Linked DNA regions of Pan troglodytes: region 2 is linked to region 1. Evidence: chromatin contacts called from public HiChIP or PLAC-seq data. All regions are on one chromosome and are shown on one strand. Each heading gives the region's core, a stretch centred on a gene start, on an enhancer-like site or on the middle of the called end of the contact. The rest is flanking DNA. Distances are from core to core; before and after follow the strand shown. Region 1 has its middle 26 kb from the start of MKRN1. Region 2 holds the start of DENND2A (DENN domain containing 2A).

Region 1 (6,036 bases), core at 2,247-4,746:
GAGGTGGGGAGATCGTGAGGTCAGGAATTCAAGACCAGCCTGACCAACATGGTGAACCCTCGTCTCTACTAAAAATACAAAAATTACCAGGGCCTGGTGGCATGTGCCTATAATCCCTGTAATCAGGAGACTGAGCCAGGAGAATCACTTGAACCCGGGAGGCAGAGGTTGCAGTGAACTGAGATTGTGCCACTGCACTCCAGCCTGGGCGACAGAGTGAGACTCCATCTAAAAAAAAAAAAAAAAAAGAAACACCAATCTACGGTAATAGAATTCAGAAAGTGATTGTGCACTGGGATGAGAAAATGAACTAGAAAGAAGCAGGAAGGAACATTCTGTGATGATGGAAGTCTTTATCTTGGTTTATGGTTACCTCGTGGTTGTACATGATTGTCAAAACTCACTGAACAGGTTGGGCAGGGTGGCTCACACCTGTAATCCCAACAGTTTGGGAGGCCAAGGCAGGTGGATTGCTTGAGCTCAGAAGCTTCAGACAAGCCTGGGCATGGTGAAACCCTGTCTTCACAAAAAATACAAAAATTAGCTTGGCACCGTAGCACACACCTGTAATCCCAGCTACTTGGAGGGTGAGGTGGGAGGATGGCTTGAGCCTGGGAGGTCAAGGCTGCAGTGAGCCTTAAGTGCACCACTGCATTCCAGCCTGTGTAACAGGAGCGAGACCCTGTCTAAAAAATAAAAATAAAAATAAAAAGGCCGGGCACGGTGGCTCATGCCTGTAATCCGAACACTTTGGGAGGCTGAGGTGGGCGGATCACGAGCTCAGGAGATGGAGACCATCTTGGTAAACACGGTGAAACCCTGTCTCTACTAAAAATACAAAAAATTAGCCAGGTGTGGTGGTGGGCGCCTGCAGTCCCAGCTGCTCGGGAGGCTGAGGCAGGAGAATGGCGTGAATCCGGCAGGCGGAGCTTGCAGTAAGCCGAGATCGTGCCACTGCACTCCAGCCTGGTGACAGAGTGAGACTCCTTCTGAAAAAAAGAAAGAGAGAGAGAGAAAGAAAATCACTGAATATGTAAGATCTGTGCATGTTTTTGCATGTCAATTATTTCTCTTTTTTTGAGACAGGGTCTCACTCTGTCGCCCAGGCTGCAGTGCAGTGCCATAATCTTGGCTCATTGCAACCTCTGCCTCCTGGGTTCAAGTGATTTTCCTGCCTCAGCCTCCTGAGTAGCTGGGATTACAGGTGGGGGCCACCATGCCCAGCTAATTTGTGTACTTTTAGTAGAGATGGGGGTTTCACCATATTGACCAGGCTGGTCTTGAACTCCTGACCTCAAGTGATCTGCCCGCCTCAGCCTTCCAAAGTTCTGGGATTACAGGCATGACTTACTGAGCCCCACCCCCCTGTTTGTTTGTTTTTTTCTGCAGATACATTGGCTGGAAATGTAAATTATTTCTCAATTTGAGAAATGTAATTGAAAAAAATACTGGGGGAAAAAAGTCACCTCATCAAAAAATATCATTAGGAGAGTGAAAAGATATGTCATACACTGGGGAACAATATTCGTAACACATATAGCCAACAAAGGATTAGTATCTTTTTTTTTTTTTTCCTTAAGACAGGATCTGGCTCTGTTGCCCAGGCTGGAGTGCAATGGCACCATCACAGCTCACTGCAGCTTGGACCTCCTGGGCCCAACCCCACCTCAGCCTCCCAAGTAGTTACAAGCACACACCACCATGGTTATGTATTTTCCTTTTCCCTTTTTTTTTTTTTTTTTTTTGAGACAGAGTCTCACACTGTTGCCCAGGCTGGAGTGCAGTGGCGCGATCTCGGCCCACTGCAACCTCCGCTTCCCGAGTTCAGGCAATTCTCTGCCTTAACCTCCTGAGTAGCTGAGACTACAGGCGTGCACACTATGCCCAACTAATTTTTTTGCATTTTTAGTGGAGAGGGGGTTTTGCCATGTTGGCCAGGCTGGCTTCAAATTCCTGACCTCAAGTGATCCACCCACCTTGGCCTCCCAAAGTGCTGGGGTAGCAGGCATGAGCCACCTCACCAGGTCCCCCAAAGCATAAATTTTTAATTAATATTTATGTGCACAGGAGTTCATAGAAAATTGAAACTCAAAGAAGGTCACTTAGACTCTGGGGCTTATATACCATTTTAACAAAAGAAAGGGGTTTGGGCTTCAAGGGTTGATTGATTACTTGTGGGAAAGTGACTAGGAATACAGGAGAAACTAACGGCAGACAAGGGTTATTTTCGTCAGGCTTGTTTATGCAGACTCACCCTGCTGCCAGCTCTCTGTCTCTGGTGATAAGAGCGGCTCTCCTCTTTCTGGTACAAGAAGGGAGTTGCCTTCACAAGGGAAATTCACGCCACCTTCACTGAGGGAAATTTCTGCTCTGTTCTTAGTTGGCTAAGAGAAGGGCAGAGAACCTTCTTGTATCTGTTGATCCTCAATTGCTTTCAGCTGAAAATAATCCTATGCCAAAGTGCATCTCTTGGGGGTGGCACAACCTGATCCCCTTTCATTTGAACTGTGTGCATTGCTTAGAAAAAGCCATAATTTTCAAAAAAAAAAAAAAAAAGTCATCATCCCCCTTTCATGTTATGTCAAGCCCAGCCAACTGGCATCTTTTTTTTTTTTTTTTTTTGAGACGGAGTCTTGCTCTGTCACTCAGGCTGGCATGCAGCAGCATGATCTCAGCTCACTGCAGCCTCTGCCTCCCGGGTTAAAGCGATTCTCATGCCTCAGCTTCCCGAGTAGCTGGGATTACAGGTGCGTGCCACCACGTCAGGTTAATTTTTTTGTAATTTTAGTAGAAACAGGGTTTTACCATGTTGACCAGGCTGGTCTGGAACTCCTGACCTCAGCTGATCCGCCTTCCTTTGCCTCCCAAAGTACTGGGATTACAGGTGTGAGCCACGGCACCGGGCCCCAACTGGCGTCTCAATGGCAAACTGATTGTCTTGGCCTTTCCTGGGAGAGGGGAGGAGACTTATGCCAGCCATTACTCCAGACTCTTATCTTCCCTGCTGGGGGCCAGGGCACCAAAGGGGCCGAGAGGTACAGGAGAGAGTGAGGCATGGAGCAGCTGCATCAGCAATGCCACCTGCTTACTGTGGAACTTGGAACATGACTCCTCTCCTACCGGCCTCCCGTTCCCCCATCTGTACAACAGAAAAGATCTCTCCTGTCTCCAGCCTTGTCTGACACCTGGCACACCTGTGGCTATACCCAGGATGGGTGACCTGGAAGCCTGGTCCAGGGCCTTCAGCTGATGTTGACATTGTCAGATTCAGGAGACGGGGGGAGGTGGAGCCCTGTGCAAAACAAGGGGGTGCCTGAGGAGGGAGGAGACGAGAGTTAGCTGTTGCCCCCATGTCTGCCAGGCAGCTAACAGCTGAGCTGACCTTAATGTCAGGGCATGCCTCAGCTTGTCTTAACAGCTATTTATAGCTCGGGTGCCTCCTTATTTGGTAGCTGACTGCACTGCAGTCTGTGGCCTCTCTCCACAGGGATGCCTGCCTTCCTGACAAGCAGCCCAGGCTCCTGATGCAGTTCTGTCTCCTGCAGCCTTTACGCAGAACAGGCTCACATCTGTGTGAGCTCTGTGTGAGCCTTACCTATTCCAAATGCCCTTTAAAGCCATTTACATAGCCGTTACATGTTTAATTGTGTTAAAATACACATAACATAATCCCAGCACTTTGGGAGGTCAAGGCGGCCAGAGGATCATTTGAGGGGCCAGGAGTTTGACACTAGCCTTGGCAACATAGCAAGACCCCCATCTATACTTAAAAAAAAAAAAGAAGATAATGGGGTTGAGGGTGCCCTCTGTGACTGGCCAGGGGTTTGGAGGTGATCACTCTAGCCTATTTACTCTCACCAATCCAAGACACCTGCTAACCCCCAGAATCTTTAAAGGACCAGTCTTTCCACCCTGTGATGCATTTGGGGGCACAATGGGTACCCGTCTCTCCTCTCCCACCCATTATGGGCTGAACTGTGTCCATCCCAAAATTCATATGCTGAAGTCTCAACTTCCAGCACCTCAGAATGTAACCGTATTTGGAGATAGGGTCTGGAGGAGGTAATTAAGTTAAAATGGGGGCCTATGGGTGGCCTCTAATCCAACATGACTAGTGTCCTTAAAAGAAAGAAAATTGGGGCCAGGTGTAGTGGCTCATGCCTGTAATCCCAGCACTTTGGGATGCTGAGGCAAGAGGATCACATGAGGTCAGGAGTTTGAGACCAGCCTGGCCAAGATGACAAACCCCCATCTCTACGTAAAAAAAAAAAAAAAAAAAAAAAAAAATAGACGGGCGTGGTGGTGCGCGCCTGTAATCCCAGCTACTAGGGAGGTTGAGGCAAGAGAATCACTTGAACCTGGGAGGCTGAGGTTGAAGTGAGCCGAGATTATGCCACTGCACTCCAGTCCGGGTGACAGAGTGAGACTCCGTCTCAAAAAAAAGGAAGAAAGAAATGTGGACACAGACACAGAAAGAAAACTGTGTGAGGATATGGGGAGAAGGTGGCCATCAACAAGCCAAGGAGAGAGACCTCAGAAGAAACCAACCCTGCCAATCAGCACCTTGATAGCAGACTTCCAGCTTCCAGAACTGGGGGAAGATGAGTTTCTCTTAGTTAAGCCACGTTTGTGAAACTTGGTAATGGCAGCCCTAGCTGACTCCTGTGACTCCCCTCCTCTGTTCTCTGATTTTACAAAGAATATCCTGAGCTGGATTCCTCCTCAAACTTGATTTTTCGGGCAAAGAGAGGTTCAAATGGCAAAGCATTGGCTGGGCTTTTGAGGCTCACCCTCCTCAATCCTCCACAGCACAGACACTCCAGGATTCCCGGGACCTCTGGACAGACACCTCTTCCCACAGGCCCCTGCTGCTTTCTCAAGGAGCCAATGTCACCGCTACCCTTTCCTAGCTCTGACGGCCATCCAACTTGCCCACCTCACACGGGTCCCACCTCAAACCAAGCATCCCAGGCCTCATTTTAGCCATGAGGATTTCCCCAGTACAGGCGGTGGCCAGTGAGGCAGCATTTCACATAGACACATGTCTATGTAAACACATTTAGCATAGACCATGAATCAAGACACCATGCTTCACAGGCCTGAGTCCCACCCCTCCCCAGATCACAGTCCACCCCTAAAAGAATTATCCATTGAGATTCCACTCAACACATGTTCCTTTAGTACCGTCTATGGGCCGGAGACTCCAGCAAGCAATGGCACAAGAAAAACGACCCATTCCTTGTCCTCAGGAGACATCCCACCTAGTGGGGAAGATTTTTTTTTTTTTTTTTTTGAGACGGACTTTTGCTCTTGTTGCCCAAGCTGGAGTGCAATGCCACGATCTCGGCTCACTGCCACCTCCACCTCCCAGGTTCAAGCGATTCTCCTGCCCCAGGCTCCCGAGTATCTGGGATTACAAGCACGTGCCACCACGCCTGGCTAATTTTTTGTATTTTTAATAGAAACAGGGTTTCACTATGTTAGCCAGCCTGGTCTCAAACTCCTAACGTCAGGTGATCTGCCCGCCTCAGCCTCCCAAAGTGCTGGGATTACAGGCGTGAGCCACTGCGCCCAGCCGATTTTATTTAATTTATTTATTTATTTTAAACAGAATCTTGCTCTCACTCTGTCGCCCAGGTTGGAGTGCAGTGGCGCGATCTCAGCTCACTGCAACCTCTGCCTCCCAGGTTCAAGCGATTCTCCCGCCTCAGCCTCCCGAGTAGCTGGGAATACAGGCGTATGCCACCACGCCCGGCTAATTTTTGTATTTTTAGTAGAGATGGGGTTCGCCATGTTGGCCAAGCTGGGCCACGGCTTGGACAAGCTGGGTCTAGGTTCTACTGCTCACTACACAGTAAGACGATGACTGAGACTATAAGTATTGCCAAGAAGAAGGTTTTAATTGGTGTTGTAGTCGGGGGTACAAGGGGTGCTGCAGCCCAGGAGATGGGAGCTCAGTCTCAAATCCGTCTCCCTGATGGACTAAAGGCAGGGATTTATATAGCAGGGAAGAAATGTAACCATGTGTTGAAAAAA
Region 2 (6,036 bases), core at 2,169-4,668, 130 kb before region 1:
TAATCCCAGCACTTTGGGAGGCCAAGGTGAGGGGATCACCTGAGGTCAGGAGTTTGAGACCAGCCTGGTCAACATGGTGAAACCCCATCTCTACTAAAAATACAAAAATTAGCCGGGTATGGTGGTGCATGCCTGCAATACCAGCTACTTGGGAGGCTGAGGCAGGAGAATCACTTGAACCCAGGAGGCGGAGGTTGCGGTGAACCGAGATTGCACCACTGCACTCCAGCCTGGGCGACAGAGCAAGACTCTGTCTCAAAAAATAAAAATTAATTAAAATAAAATGAAATAAAATAAAATATAAAGAAGCAAGATTAAAGACTCAAAAGAGAAATCAACTTTGTCCCTTTCCTCTCACTTTCACTTTTCCCAGCTTGAGGCCAGGCATGACCTCCTACCCGAAGCATTTTCCAACATGAAGAGAAGCTATGGACAGAGAAGGAGGACAGGGGACGAATATACTGTTGGAGTTGTCAGCGCCAGGAACAGGAGAAGAGGGGATGACGGAGAGGCCCTTCCAGGCTCCAACGTGTAGCACCAGCCTTGGAGGGCTATCGTGGGCTACCCTGTCTCCCTCCTCCAGGGAGCCAGCGGGGGGGGCCACAAGGGGAAGGAGGGAGGGGTCCCTATGTGGGACCCCTGTCATGGTCAGAGCCACAGGATGACCCAGCAATGGGAGCAGCCAGCTCTGAGAAGTTGGAGGGCTGGGGGCTGTGAGAGGCAGGCAAGGTTAGAAATCCACAAAGCACAGGCTGTACACAGTTCATCAGACTCAGACCCAAGGAACTAAGGCAGGAGTTATTTTCCTAAAACAGATTAGTGTCCAGAAGTCAAAGATGAGGGAGTGGAAGGCCAGGCATAGTGGCTCACACCTATACAATATAATCTCAGCACTTTGGGAGGCTGAGGTGGGAGGATCACTGGAGGTCAAGAGTTTGAGACCAGCCTGGCCAACATGGTGAAACCCTGTCTCTACTAAAAATACAAAAATTAGCTGGGCATGGTGGCAGATGCCTGTAATCCCAGCTACATGGGAGTCTGAGGCAGGAGAATCACTCGAACTCAGGAGGCAGAGGCTTCAGTGACCCAAGACCACGCCAATGTACTCCAGCCTACGTGACAGAGTGAGAATCTGTCTCAAAAAAAAAAAAAAAAAAAAAAAAAGGCCAGGTGTGGTGGCTCACACCTGTAATCCAAGCACTTTGGGAGGCCAAGGCGGGTGGATCATGAGGTCAGGCGTTTTTAAGACTAGCCTGGCCAAGATGGTGAAACCCTGTCACTACTAAAAATACAAAAAAATTAGCCGGGCGTGGCGCGGTGGCAGGCGCCTGTAATCCCAGCTACTCAGGAGGCTGAGGCAAAAGAATCGCTTGAACCCAGGAGGCAGAGGTTGCAAGCCAAGATTGCACCAGTTTGCTTTCTTATATGTTGTAGCAGCCCTGGGAATAATTAACCCTCAAGAAGCCAAGTCTTGGCCAGGCGTGGTGGCTCACATCTATAATCCCAACACTTTGGGAGGCCAAGTCAGGAGGATTACTTGAGGCCAGGAGTTCAAGATTAGCCTGGGCAACATAGCAAGACCTACAAAAAATAAAAAAGCCGACCATGATGGCATACATCTGTAGTCCTAGCTAATTGGGAGGCTGAGGTGGGGAAATTGCTTGAGCCCACGAGTTCGAGGCTGAAGTGAGCTATGATAGCAACACTGCACTCCACCGTGGGTGAGAGACTGACACTGCCTCAATCAATCCATCAATAAAAAAGAAGCCAAGCCTGGGAGGCTGAGGCAGGTGAATGGCGTGAACCCAGGAGGCGGAGCTTGCAGTGAGCCGAAATCGCTCCACTGCACTCCAGCCTGGGCGACAGAGCGAGAGTCCGTCTCAAAAAAAAAAAAAAAAAAAAAAAAAAAAAGCCAAGCCTCTGATCTTTATTTAGAAAGTGAAAAACTTACTGAATAATGCTTCAACAAACAAAACAATAATTTAAATGCTTACACTTAAAAAAAAGGCTTGCACTTTGCAAATGTGGGCTCTAAAAGTTGACTATGCTTAGTTATGAGGAGTTTAAGGAACTTAACACGCCCTAGAAAAGCTTCAAAGAGTTCCCAGAAAGCATAAAACCCTCAGCTGAGAAGAAAACAGAGCTTTTTTTCCTGTGACTTTGAACAAGTCCCTCAAATCTCAGGCGCCCAGTCTATAGGCACTGCCTGGGCAGTATTACGTCATTACACCCATCTTTTATTTTTCACTGTCTCCCTCCTGCCTTTCTCTCGCGCGCACACTCCTTCTGTGGATTTGTGAGGCTCAGCCTTTCTTCTCTCTTCCCCATTGCCTGAACTTTAGGCCTCTTTGCTGTCCCGCAGGACCATGGCTCCCAGCCCTTCTGGAAGTCACTGAGCTAAAGACGAGGATGACCTTCCTCTGGTGTGGAGATGGACCTGAAGCCTGCTCCCACCGCGCGCAAATCACCCCGCCAGACCCCCCTCACTCTCATCAGGGCATTCCTCTGCTCAAAAACTTTCCGTCCCCCGCTTGAAATCTGGCTAAGCCTACCCATCAGACCTGATTCACCACTTGGTCCTCACTCGGCTGTTTCTGAAATGCCTAGCCTCTGCTTCCGGCCTCCACTGGTGCTGTTCCCTCCACTCAGAACCCTTTCCTTTCAACCACTTTCCTCCACCTATGCAAATGCTATTCAATGTTCCCGGCCCGGTCAAAGCTCCAGGGAACTTCCTCGAAGGCCCCAGCCTGTATTCCAGACCCGCCTTCCCCACAGCCCACGGCATTTCCCTGCGGACTTCTGCTGTGTAGCCTGTGTTCCTTGACGGTGTCCTGCGTGAGTGGGGGCAGCGGGTCTATGAAGTCACTTCTCCTCTTGGAAGCTTTTCCTGACCACCTCCCTTCCCGCCCGGTCTGGGAGCCCTTCTGCAGCGCGCTCGGCCCTGGGCCCTCCCCGGCCCCCATCACCTGCATCGCCGGTCTCCTGACTGTCATTACCCCGGCCCGACGGCAAGCTGCCTGGGGCAAGGGTGGTGCCTGACTCACTGCCCGAGGTGCCCCCGGCCCCGGCCCGGTGCTGAGAGTGTGTTAACTGCCTAGAGTAAGCGGGGCCGGGCATGCGGCCGCCGTTCCCCGGGCTTGGACGTCCAGGTCTAAGCCTCGGGCCGGAAGCACCTCGCGAATCCGCCCGGGCCTGGGTGGAATGGAGCCGGCGCGCGGCGGGCGTCCTCCCAGGAAGGGTTAAGCCACCTCTCCCCCATCCCGAGAGGCGAGGGGGCGAGTCCGGCAGAAGGTCCTGTTTACCGCAGCTCCGCGCGGGGCCGGGCCCTGGGAGAGGGGTTGCCGTGGCAACCGGCCGGGCGCCCGCCAGCTGCGGATTAGCTCACTGGGCCGGGCGGGATGGGTCGGGAGGAGGGGGCGCGCGTCGCGCAGATCGTCGCGGAGCCACGGCAGGAGGAGGCAGGGGCCGCGGGCGAGCCTGCGCTGGGCCGGCCGAGGGAAGCGCGCCGCTGGGGCCGGGGGCGGCGGGGACCCCACGGGAGCGCGCGCGGCGGGGACCCCCAGGGGCTTGTGGGCTGCCGGGGGAGGCTCGGCGGACAAAGGGGCGGAGGGCGGAGGGCCATGGCGTCCCCGGCACCCGCCGCCGCCCGCCCCCGAGCCGCGCCGCCAGCCGTCCCGGCCCGCCCCGGAGCCCCCAAGATGCGCCCCAGAGCCCGCGGAGCCGCCGCCCGCGGGGAGGTAGGGCCGGGCCGGGCCGGGCCAGGGGGTGCAGGGTCGAGCTGGGGAGGGAAAGGGGACGGAGGAGGGGACGCGCGGGGGAGGGAGGAAACGGCTTGCGCGGCCCGAGCCCTGACGGGGGAAGCGGCTCTGCAGACGGGAGTCTGAGTTCCCGCCTGGTCCCGGGACTGTGCAGAGCGCGATCCAGGCGTTCCTCCCGGGCTCGGGCTGACTCCCAGGACTGAGCCCGGACGCCGCCGTCCCGCGCCTCGGGGACCTGCAGAAAGCCGGTAGACCCCCGCCCTGCGCCGTGCTGGGTCCCTCGGGGCGCGAGTGTGAGTGTGTGTGTGTCCGCGCGCTTGTGTGTGTGTGCGCGCGCTTGTGTGTCTGTGTGTGAGTGTGTCTGTGCGAGTGTGTGTGAGTGTGTGCGTGCGCGTGCAAGCGCGGGGCATCGAGGCGGCTGAGCAGCCGGGCCCCCCTCACAGCGGTCAGCATTTGCAGTCTTGGGAAAGCAAGAAGGTAAAGATGATTGAATGGTCTTACTTCTTCCACTTTGTCCCCAAGGGTGGAGTTGGGAGCAGATGGAGCCCAGGGGAAGTCTGGACACAATCGTATTAGGAGGGTCACAGAGAGCTGGGTGAGACCACGGAGTAGAGCCAGACCTCAGCCGTGGAATCTTGTCATGGGGGGCCTGGGACAGGAAGCAGGAAACTAGTCAGGGCTCTCCAGGGGCGTAAATTGGGCAAGGGAAGTGCAGTGACCCTGCCTTAACCAGCTGGTGCTGACTTCCAGCTGCTGTTCAGATGCGATTCAGGAATGTGACTTCCCCAAGGTTCCAAATGACATCGGACAGTAATGGGCTGGGGGTAACAGAGTTGTAATAGGCGTGCTACAGTAATCTTGTTAGTAAACTCTTAAACCCTCTGTGGTTACCACATAAAAGAAGAGAAAGAAATCCCTTCTCCTTACATCATCAAATATCAGATACCAAAAGAGTGGAGTAGAAAGTCTGGGTGGGCAGCGTGGGACGGAGCAGAACTCCGAGAGGAAGTATGTGTGAGTGTGCGAGTGTGTGCGTGTGTGTCAGAGACGGTTTCTGAGGCCTGGTAATGAAAAGGCTGGCGGGAGGCTGGCCTCCAGTCCTTTCGTTTGTTTTTTATTTTTATTTTTTTGAGACGGAGTCTTGTTCTGTCGCCCAGGCTAGAGTGCAGTGGCGTGATCTCAGCTCACTGCAACCTCCGCCTCCTGGGTTCAAGCGATTCTCCTGCCTCAGCCTCCCGAGTAGTTGGGATTACAGGCGCCCACCACCACGCCCAGCTAATTTTTGTATTTTTAGTAGAGACGGGGTTTCACCATGTTGGCCAGGCTGGTCTTGAACTGCTGACCCCAGGTGATCAGCCCGCCTCGGCCTCGCAAAGTGCTGGGATTACAGGCGTGAGCCACTGTGCCTGGCCTCCAGTCCTTTCATTCTGGAAGATTAATAAAATCCTGTGTCATGTATTCTATTCATCCCCTTACACAGCTCTGTGTGCTAGGCATGCGTGCTAGACATCAGTGGCACAGCGAGGAATGAGACGTCCCCCTTCCTTCCAGGAACACCATCCTAGCTGGGTAGTCAAACAAAAAAGTAAAACCAGTCCTGGCCCAGCCTGGCTGTGAGGGCTGCATGGCGTAGAACTAGGGCAGCCCAGAGAGGAGCCGGTGCAGGGAATCCCCACAGATTAGGTGATGCTTGGGCTAAGCCCTGAAAACCGCCTCACCAAGGAAACAGCAGGGAAGGTTGTTTCAGGCTGAAAGAACAGAATGTGCAAAGTCACCAGGAGAGTCTAGGAGAGGCCAGTGAGGGGAATTCAGTGTGGCTGCGGGTTGCAGTATGTGAGTGCATGCCGGGGAGAGGTGAGGCGGGGGCTGTCAGGGCAGAGGCACAGGGAAGGAAGGATCTGCCAGAAGGAGGCAGGGGTATGCACTGAAGCAGGAGTGATGCGCTCCTTCTGGTTGTTGGGTGGGGAGGCCTGGAGGAGGAGGAGGAGACCAAGGCTTTTTGCAACACCCAGGCCAGAATTACTGAGGAGCAGGAGAAACTGAAAGGATGCCAGGATCAAGAGGCAGGACCTGGTGACTGGTTTGGGCACAGATTATGATAACTTAGACTAAAAACAAGTATGTACAGAAATGCTCAGGAGAAAACAAAGCAAAGCAAAAGGAATGTGGACCTTCTGAGTGGCCTGCATTTAGCAGATTACAACACTTGGATAACGCATTTGGCTGTAAGTTTTCTGGCAGCTTAGAGACAAACAAAAATACACTGGGTTGCATAGTT

Evidence for each region. HiChIP or PLAC-seq counts read pairs in DNA pulled down with a chosen protein or histone mark.
Region 2: a contact with region 1 is called in an H3K4me3 HiChIP or PLAC-seq map of stem cell-derived excitatory neurons, with 2.9 times the contacts expected there. The contact joins the promoter of DENND2A here to the enhancer-like site in region 1. A contact is called at or near these places in 4 of 7 Hi-C or Micro-C datasets (blood, induced pluripotent stem cells and stem cell-derived neural progenitor cells), 1 of 1 datasets of contacts at active chromatin or transcription factors (stem cell-derived excitatory neurons) and 1 of 1 other capture datasets (stem cell-derived neural stem cells).

Annotation. Positions count from the first base shown.
Region 1 is chr6:155,860,396-155,866,431 of NHGRI_mPanTro3-v2.0_pri, reverse strand. No RefSeq gene overlaps it. Among named protein-coding and RNA genes, the nearest start is that of MKRN1, 26 kb to the right of the region's middle. Within about 2 kb of position 3,496, at least 7 of the 24 cell types and tissues checked have an H3K27ac peak or open chromatin away from gene starts, as enhancers often do. A contact at or near this core is called in induced pluripotent stem cells, stem cell-derived excitatory neurons, stem cell-derived neural progenitor cells and 1 more, where this site is marked.
Region 2 is chr6:155,993,941-155,999,976 of NHGRI_mPanTro3-v2.0_pri, reverse strand. It overlaps DENND2A (DENN domain containing 2A), which reads left to right and starts at 3,418. Exons shown (of 20, transcript XM_016945474.4): 1 at 3,418-3,737. It overlaps LOC112209813 (a long non-coding RNA gene), which reads right to left and starts at 3,417. Exons shown (of 5, transcript XR_008536285.2): 1 at 2,967-3,417.